2 separate regions of the Macaca mulatta genome follow, and region 2 is linked to region 1. A link is a contact called in public Hi-C data. All regions are on one chromosome and are shown on one strand. The core of a region is the stretch at or near the end of the contact, and the rest is flanking DNA. Distances in the headings are between cores, read along the strand shown. Region 1 holds the start of NUP133 (nucleoporin 133). Region 2 holds the start of RAB4A (RAB4A, member RAS oncogene family).

Region 1 (4,304 bases), core at 971-3,470:
TTTGCTGCTTCAGGACCTTTGGCCAAGGATCCTCTGCCTGAAATATTCTTCCTCGCATTCTCTTATGCTTCATATCTCAGGTTAAATGTCCTTTTCTCCCAGAGGCCTTTATAGACCTCCATCCAAAAATAGGTAGCCCCAGTGATTCTCTCTCATACACTTTGCTGTTTTATTTCATAGTACACATCTCAGCTTGTAGCTGGATATTTGTGTTCATTTTTTCAGTGTCTTTCTCGTTGGTCTGTAATCTCCATGAGAGTGGGACCCATTGGGCTTTGTTTAGTTATAAACCTTAGCACTTATCACATAGCCTGACAAATAGTAGGTACTCACTAAATCCATAACGAATGGATGACTTTTAGTGCTGTCTGCTCACTATCCTTCAAGTCATACATTTGGACTCCAGGAAAGTTCTTGCTCAAAGGTGCCGGCAAGTCATTCTAACTCCTGCAAACAACAGCTTTTACAATAGGATGGTGGGGAAACCACTAACCAGTCCAACAAGGCACAAGAATACAATTGATTCCACCAATCCTCTCAGACACAACTATTAATACTCTTTATTGCCTATTTCACACCCCTCCTTGTAAGGATGAAACAGGAGGAAAATGCACTGGGCTCTCAGAGCCCTAAGACTCAACAAGCTGCCAAGTTGGATTAGACACCCAGGTTGGAGAAGGAGTAAAGCAGCTAGCCTATGGAACCTTGGCAAGATAACTGCTCAGATGCCACTGACATGCATAGATCGATGACTGGCTTCCCAGGGGAATGTCAACAACTGACACCCACACTGTGGTCTCCCACATGTGGATACATCAATGTTTACTTAACCATCCCCTTATTTCAACACGTGTTGAATGAAAGTCTACTATATGTCTGTTACTGTGTGCCACAAAGGTAACAAAGTCACTGCTCCTGCTGCTTTTAAAAGACATTTACAAGGAGGTACTTGAGAGACAGTTATGAAAACAAACTATTATGCAGGATAAAAATACAGTCTACACAAAGGAGCAGAGAGGACAAAAAGGATAAGGGGTATCTAATCCTGTGGAAGGTTTCACTGAGAAGGCAGCACAGAACTGACTTGATGCGTAAGGTAGGCGCCTTCCGGACCAACAAGGCACAGAGTGCATTCCAGGTGAAACATGTACATGCGCAATGGAGGGGGATTTGGGTTTTTAAGTTCTTGGAATGTGGAGTACAAGTGGGAAGTGGTGGAAGTACAACACGGACAGAAAAGCCAACCTTAGATCACATAAGACCTTGCAAAGGAGCTTAGCAAATAACTACTGGCAATGGTCAGCCACTGAAGCATTTACAGGCCCAAGAGCAGCATTAGGTTTGCCTTAATTCATTGGGTTGGCACTGAGAAGATAGAGTGGAGTCAGACTAGACACAGGTAAGGAACCATCTCCCCGTCTCTCGTCTCTCCCACTCCCTCCCGCTGGCAGTAAAGAGGCTACGCAGTGGTTGAAGAAAAGTACCAGAACCAGGGCAGAGGCGGTGCAAATGTGTGATCTAATACAGATACGTAGGAGCTACAACGTATACCAGGATCTTAGGGTGGAGGTAAGTGTGAGGGATGACTGCAGATAGAACTCCTCTCTTTGCCTTGGACAACTGGCCAGTCTTACCAAGCTGGGACAGAGATGGTGGTAGAAGAGGGGTCCTAAAAGGAAAACATGAATGTGCTTTTCATAAGCGGATTGTGAGGAGTCCGCAAGACTTACAGGTGAATGTGTCCCCTAGGGAGCTGATTTGATAGGGGTCTGGGGGTTTTGAGCTGGATCCAGGTTAGAGACACGGATTTATGGCGTCATTAGCGTGGAAGAAACTGTGCAAAGTTGAATGGGAAAATGGCAAACCTAGAAAACAGCAAATATCACAGTGCGATACCAGTGTCAGCTTTACAAAAGGCTTTTCTCCGTCCTCAGCTTGGACTGAGGAACATCTTTCATTTCACAAGAGTCTCAGGAACTACCAGTGTGAAAAGAGGCTGCGTTCAAGTTGCTGGAGGGCCAGTTCCAACTAGGAGCAGTCAAGAAGGAGGCCTGGCTTTGCGGCTTCACGTCCCTGGAAGCTCTGCACTCCAACGGTTCTGGATCTGCGGCCACGGGCCGCCTTCCCGACCTCCCCCGCGGGCTGGGCACCGCCCTTAACGTCACGATCACGCCCCCGCCAGCGCTCCTACCGCAACTCGCGAGAGCCACTGCGTTTGACGTCATCATCGCGCGCCATCCCTCCCCTTAGGTGTTTAATCTCCGCGGGCAGGCCGCGCTGAAACCCGACGGCCAGATCCCTCGCCGTCCAAGTCTCTGTTCCTTCGAATCATGTTCCCAGCCGCCCCTTCTCCGCGGACCCCGGGTCCCGGGTCCCGAAGGGGCCCCCTGGCCGGACTCGGGCCCGGCTCCACGCCCCGGACGGCCAGCAGGAAGGGTCTGCCCCTGGGGTCTGCAGTCAGCTCTCCAGTGCTCTTCTCACCGGTGGGCCGGCGTAGCTCGCTAAGCTCGCGGTAAGTGATCTCCTTGGTTGGGTCTGGCAACCAGCAGGCTCACGGGCCGCAGTGGGCCGGATCGGTGTCTTCAGAAGCCTTCGGAACCGGGGGCGGCGGAAGAGAATGCCAGAGTATTGGAAAATAGACGTTTTCCACTCTTGCAGGTCATACCTGCTTCACTTTTTGAGTTGATTCCCCACTTTGCATTTTTCGTGGATACCTTTGTGCAGAAGTGAAGTACAAACCGGATTCGCATCAATGGTTACCCACTTCCCACCTACTACCGCTGTGATCGGGCGTAAGTCACTCGTGATTTTCTTCATCTGTGAAATGGCGATAATATGTGTCACCTGAGCCAGAGGAGTTAGTATGAATTGCCACGATGCAGATGTAAGGTGATGGTGATAATGAGGACCTGCAACCCTGAAATATAATTGTTTAATGCCTAATATACCAACTGACATTAATATCTGATGATTGGTAATTGAAGGGTTTCTAGCTACGGAATTTAACTTTCTAGGTAAATTATAGGGAAAAGGCTTTACATAAGTGAGATAAGAGTACTGTGGTAATTTAGTTACTAAAACTGCTGGTTTGGAGCACCAGTAAAATCACACACACCCTTCCCCCCGCCCCCCAACACACACCATGTTCACAATTAACCTAAAACTTTAGAAGATAACGTGTTTCTGCATAGTTTTGTCTGAATTCATCTATAATAAATGAATTTTTCCCTGCAGGAAAACACCGAGTATTGTGTCTTGAAATTATGGTTAAAATTTATCTGTAAAATTTTGCAGTACTTTAAAGGATAAGTGGTTTTTAAAGAATGCACCATATCTTTGTGACTTTTCTTGGGCATATTTTGAAAAGTACAAAGTGCAGATCTTGGCATTGTTTTCTATTCCTTTAACGAAAAGTTGGAGAATAAAAGCGTACTTTATTTACTATGTATGTTGTTTTATTTAAATCTCTTCTTTCTGATGATCATTTGAATAAAAACCTTTGTTATCCTCTGTCAAGAAACAAAGCCCTCAGCCATTCTGTATGTGCATCTCCTCATTTAATTCTCATAAGACATAGAATAACTTATTCTGGTGGCTTTACAGTATTCTAAATGTTAAGAAGAGTGTGAGCAGGAAATAGTTTTTACTCTGATATCTGCTGTTGAAGACCATGTAACAGCTGATGCTCGTAACCTGTTTGATTTCTTGCTTGGTTGTACAGATCTGATAGATTTTTTTTTTAAGAGACAGGGTCTCACTCTCTGTCGCCCAGGCTACAAGCTGGTGCCACAATGCCTGGCTAATGTAAAATTTTTTTTGTAGAGACAAGGTCTTGCCATGTTGCCCAGGCTGGTCTTGAACTCTTGGTCTCAAGTAGTCTTCCCACTTCAGCCACCCAAAGTGCTGAGATTATAGGCATGAGCCACTGCCCCAGCCAGATCTGGTAGATTCTTAAAACCCTAAAGCCAAATGAGAACGTAAATCTCATCTAAGCCAATATTTGTAAAATATATTTGACCACAACATATGGTAAAAGCTGATGTTTTATATTCTGTCTTTCAAAAATATTGATTGAGATCTGCAAAACGACCCACTGTTTGAAAAAAACACTGGTCTAGTTAAGCCTTATTTCACAGCTAAAGAGGCAGAATTATAAGGAGTTTAGGTGAATACAGGCATGCATTTTATTACTAGAGCATATGGAATTGAAGCCTAGTTTTCCTAAATCCTGTCTTTTTACATGAAAAATATTACATTTAATTACATGATAAATATGAGCCAGTGTTAATTTTTTTCAGAGAACT
Region 2 (4,304 bases), core at 1,343-3,842, 240 kb after region 1:
TCCTTCTAAAGCCCATTTTCTTTTTTTGAGAGTCTCACTCTGTCATCCAGGTTGGAGTGCAGTGGCGCAATCTTGTCTCACTGCACCTTTGCCTCCTGGGTTCAAGCAATCTCATGCCTAAGCCTCCCAAGTAGCTGGGACTACAAGCGTACCACCATGCCCAGGTAATTTTTCGTATTTTTAATAGGGTTGGGGTTTCGCCATGTTGGCCAGGCTGGTATCGAACTCCTGAGCTCAAGTGATCTGCCCCCTCGGCCTTCCAAAGTGCTGGGATTACAGGCGTGAGCCATCACGTCTGGCCTCATTTTCTATTTATTAGTTTCTACTAGTTTTTGATTAATTTCCTCTATTAGAAGAAAAGATTCAATTCAGAATTGCAAAGTAAAAACATACTTGGAAGTTATCATGAAATAAGAATACTAATGGTTAAAGCCTTATGATCAGAATGCAATCAATCTGTGAAGCTCAAAAGTTCAGTTAACTGTGTCTGAAGTGGAGATGCCAAAGATATGCTCTATTTTATCAGTTGTTATCATTGTGTAAACGAAAAATGAAACATAAAAGGTCCTTTCTTACTGATTCATGACCCCCACTTGCTTTTCTTCTTTGGACATTCCACCCTTCCCTTGTGCTCTGTGCTCCTTACTCAGGTTAAAGAAACTCAGCGTGGGCTAAAGAGCACTTGAAAATAAAGAAGTGCAAAGATGCAACCAAAAATTGCTAAAGAGCATGTTTTCCTTACATTTCTGACTGTGGTCTCTACAGGAAGAACCAGACCACTGCCATTTGCAGAAGCATTTGCAAACACTTGTCCTGATGAAGGCATCGACTTACTGGAGGATTTCCTAAGCCTTCTAGGAACAGATGTCATGCCCCTCTGTCACCAAGAACAGGGCAGTACCAGTCACAGGAGTCACTCACTGAAGGTGGACCAAAGGCACTGTGACCCCAGCATGGAAGCCCTTCCAAAAGTTCCCATTTTTTCTTACAAGACAGACTCACGCCTTCCTCAAGGCCCTCTCCTCTCTGTCTCCTCATCCATCTCTCCAGCGTGGTGCTCAAAACACACCCTTCTTGAGTTGCCCTTCCCACAGGCCTGAGATGTTCTGTGTGTTGCCTGGCTAATGCCTCCCCGACACCCCCTGTCTGGGTCACCTTTCTTTCTAACACACTTTCACGGACCACACTCCTTAAGAACTCTTGGCTGGTTTTTAATTATTCACTCATTAGTATCACAATTGGATGAATACTGCATTCCCTCAATAGACGGTACGCTCCATGAGACTAGAGCCGTGTCTGCTGTCTTTCTGCAGGACTTACAGCCCTCCCAGCACGGTGCCCGCTTCCCTGATGCCATTCCACAGTATTTGTTGCCGAGAAGGAGGCAGCACGCCAGGACAGATGGAGACAGGACTAATTTGGCTTGAGGTATGTAATTTTGAACTTGAGCCTCTCTCTGGGACTGTAAAACTCCAAATCAAAGTCTTAATCTGAGAATACACACATCTGAAAGACTGATTAGGGACTGGTAAACATCTATTAATATTCAACTCTGAAAGAAAGTACAAGTTGTTTATTCTTACCACGCAAGGCCAAAAAAGGGGAGGAAAAAAAAAAAAAAAAAAACACCACACAGTATATGCACTGGGAAAGCTTTCGCTTATTCAAAACAGTATTTGTCGAGCACCTCCAGGTCTGGGTGCTGCAGGGGAAACAAAGATTAAACAGCCAAGGCTTTGCTTCCAAGGTGCTTACTGTCTTAAGGATACAAGGCATGTTTATAAATAGCCAAAATGCAACTCAGAAAAGACTAAAAAACACTGAGAGGGAGGGAGAAATAAACGAAGAGGTCTCCGGAGGAAGAGATGAATTAGTCTATCAGAAACTCCTCACCGTAATCCCAATGTAAAGCAAGGAATTCCAAACCAGGAAAGGTCAAACTTAAGTATTTGAGGAACACAGGCGTCGCCCTAAGCCCTTCACACGGCTCGCTGGGGATAATATAGCAGCTGAAACGGAACATCAAGCTGGCTTTCCAAACCTTCAGTTATTTACATTAGACTGAGAGGGGAAAAGCGCTAACAGTGCAGGCGCAGAGAAAGAGCAAGAGGAAACTTGAAAAGGCGGATCACTCCAATGCGCTGTGCACAGCCCCGCCCGCGCCCGGCGCACCCGCTACCCCACCCGAGCTCTCTGCGGCCCGCGTCCCCCATCTCGGTCCTAGGCCCAGACACTTCCGAGACCCGTCCCACGGCTCCGGCCGGCGCCACCGCCACCCTCAAGACCCCCGCAGCCCAAGCCCGGCCCCGCGCCGGCGACGCCCCCCGCGGCCCAATCCGCGCGCCCAGCCAGCCCGGGCCTCGTACCGTAGGTTTCGGACATGGCCGTCTGCGACATCTTGGGAGCGGCGCCGCCTCTCGCCGGGTCACCGGCTGCACTCGCCCGCGGTCCGCTGGCGCGTCTCGCTGGGGAAGAACCTGGGGCGGGAGACCGGAGGAGGGAGGGGCCCGACCGGTCCCCACGGCAACCGCCGGCCTCCCAGCGGCTGCGGCCCAGCCGGACTCCAGCTCCGCGCAGGCGCAGGGACCTCCACCCTCCGTCCGGCCGCGACCGCGAGGAGGAAGAGGAGATGGGCTACCCGAGGCCCGGCCCACGCCGCGTTCGCGCGTGCGCACGGGGAGGCGGGGGCGGGGCGCATGGGGACTTCGGCGCGCGCCGGAAGCACGTGCGCGGGCTGGGTCCCCTGGCTGTGTGCGCCGAGGCTGGGCGAGCGGCGGGTGGGGGCGTTGCGGGCTGAGTCCCGATTTCCCTCAGGGAAGGCCGGGTAGAGGCAGGCGGTGGGCAGGTTTGGGGGTGACAGAGGGCTGGGGACAGTGGGGTCCAGTTACCGAACAGAGGAGGAAGGTGCCTGCACTGGGGAGGAAAGCAGTCCATTTGCCACACTGGCCCGTCTCAGTTAAAGACATTGTCTTCGGTCATCATCTGAGGCTGTCAGCCAGGAAGAAACTTCCCTGACGCAGTTACGATCGAGGCCAGAACTTGGTTAATGTGTAACAAGGGGGCAGTAGGCCCCAGGTGTCCAGCCAGAGGCCGCCCTGTGAATGGGAGGCGGGTTCATTTACCCGTTGGGAAGCTAAGCTTTCACTCCAAACTGCCCGGCCCTCTTGAATGGAGCTGAGCAGGTGTGGGCAGAATGACAGAAGCTCAAGATGCCCAGATGCTGAAGGGTCATCGCAAGACTACAGACAGCAGCCTCTCCACATCCCATTTTAGAGGGTTCTGGATTACGGCTGAGAACTATCTCCTGGCCCCCAGCTGGGGATGTGTTTCCAAATTTAGGAGTTTTTTTGTTTTTATTTTTTAACAGGGTCTGGCTCTTGTCAGCGCAGCCCTGTCGATTCTCCCACCTCAGCCTCCTGAGTAGCTGAGGCTAGGGGCACACAGCACCACACCACGCCAATTTTTAAATTTTTTGTACAGATGGGGTCTCGTTATGTTGCCCAGGCTGGTCTTGAACTCCTGAGTTCAAGCATCCTCCCTCCTTGGCCTCCCAAGTTGCTGGGATTACAGGCGTGAATCATCTCACCTGGCCTTGGATAGTTTGGTTTCAGAAGCAAAACTGAGTTAGAATCCCCTTCTGTGGGAAATGTAGAGATAAACATTTATGGGAAAGAGAATTTTGGTTGAGGATTTGGCCCATCTGAGCTTGATCAGGGCCACATAGCGCCTCATAGTTCCCAACCTTGTTCACAATAGGTTGTCGAATGCTCAAAATATCCCTGGCTAAGCTCCCAAGTGACCTGGACTGTGTGGAAAATGCCAGTACAAAGTTTTTTTTTTTTTTTTTCCTGAGTCAATTTGGCTCCATCCTCCACATTGGCATCAGAGCTTCCCTCTTCCCCAGGGGCTATTTGGGTCGGTATTTTTCTCTTCTTTCCCATCCTAATAACAAATAAATGCAGTTTTTTTTCTAAACCACAGAGAAGGCCCCATGGTGAAAGGTTGTGAGAGCTGCAATTTCCTAAAATTGTTTTGTATATATTTCTTGTTCAATGGCTCAGATCATTTTTTGCTTTCTTGTTTGGTTCTCTGCATGTTGTGTTTGATTTAGGCTCCTGAGTATAGTAGATTGGTTCTGATTAAAACCATTTCAGAGGAAAGACAGTGATCCCAGGAAGTGGGAAGAAAACAGCATCACCTGAAATCTTTCCTATTCGTTAGATGTTTTCTTCCTGCGAAAAACCACTATGTACAAGAAAGAAGTCAGTGAGCTGCAGTGATAGTGTTATTGACTGAAACTGGAC

What was found. A called contact is a pair of places that touch in the nucleus more often than the background predicts.
Region 2: a Hi-C map of liver shows a contact between it and region 1, with 2.2 times the contacts expected there. The contact joins the promoter of RAB4A here to the promoter of NUP133 in region 1. A contact is called at or near these places in 4 of 14 Hi-C or Micro-C datasets (CD4 T cells, cortical neurons, fetal cortex germinal zone and 1 more).

The regions. Positions count from the first base shown.
Region 1 is chr1:19,536,160-19,540,463 of T2T-MMU8v2.0, forward strand. NUP133 (nucleoporin 133) reads left to right here and starts at 2,221. Exons shown (of 26, transcript XM_015125805.3): 1 at 2,221-2,512. The coding sequence starts at 2,331.
Region 2 is chr1:19,774,960-19,779,263 of T2T-MMU8v2.0, forward strand. RAB4A (RAB4A, member RAS oncogene family) reads right to left here and starts at 2,593. Exons shown (of 8, transcript NM_001257551.1): 1 at 2,367-2,593. The coding sequence starts at 2,397. It overlaps LOC114678945 (a long non-coding RNA gene), which reads left to right and starts at 2,583. Exons shown (of 3, transcript XR_013416086.1): 1 at 2,583-2,761; 2 at 4,112-4,304.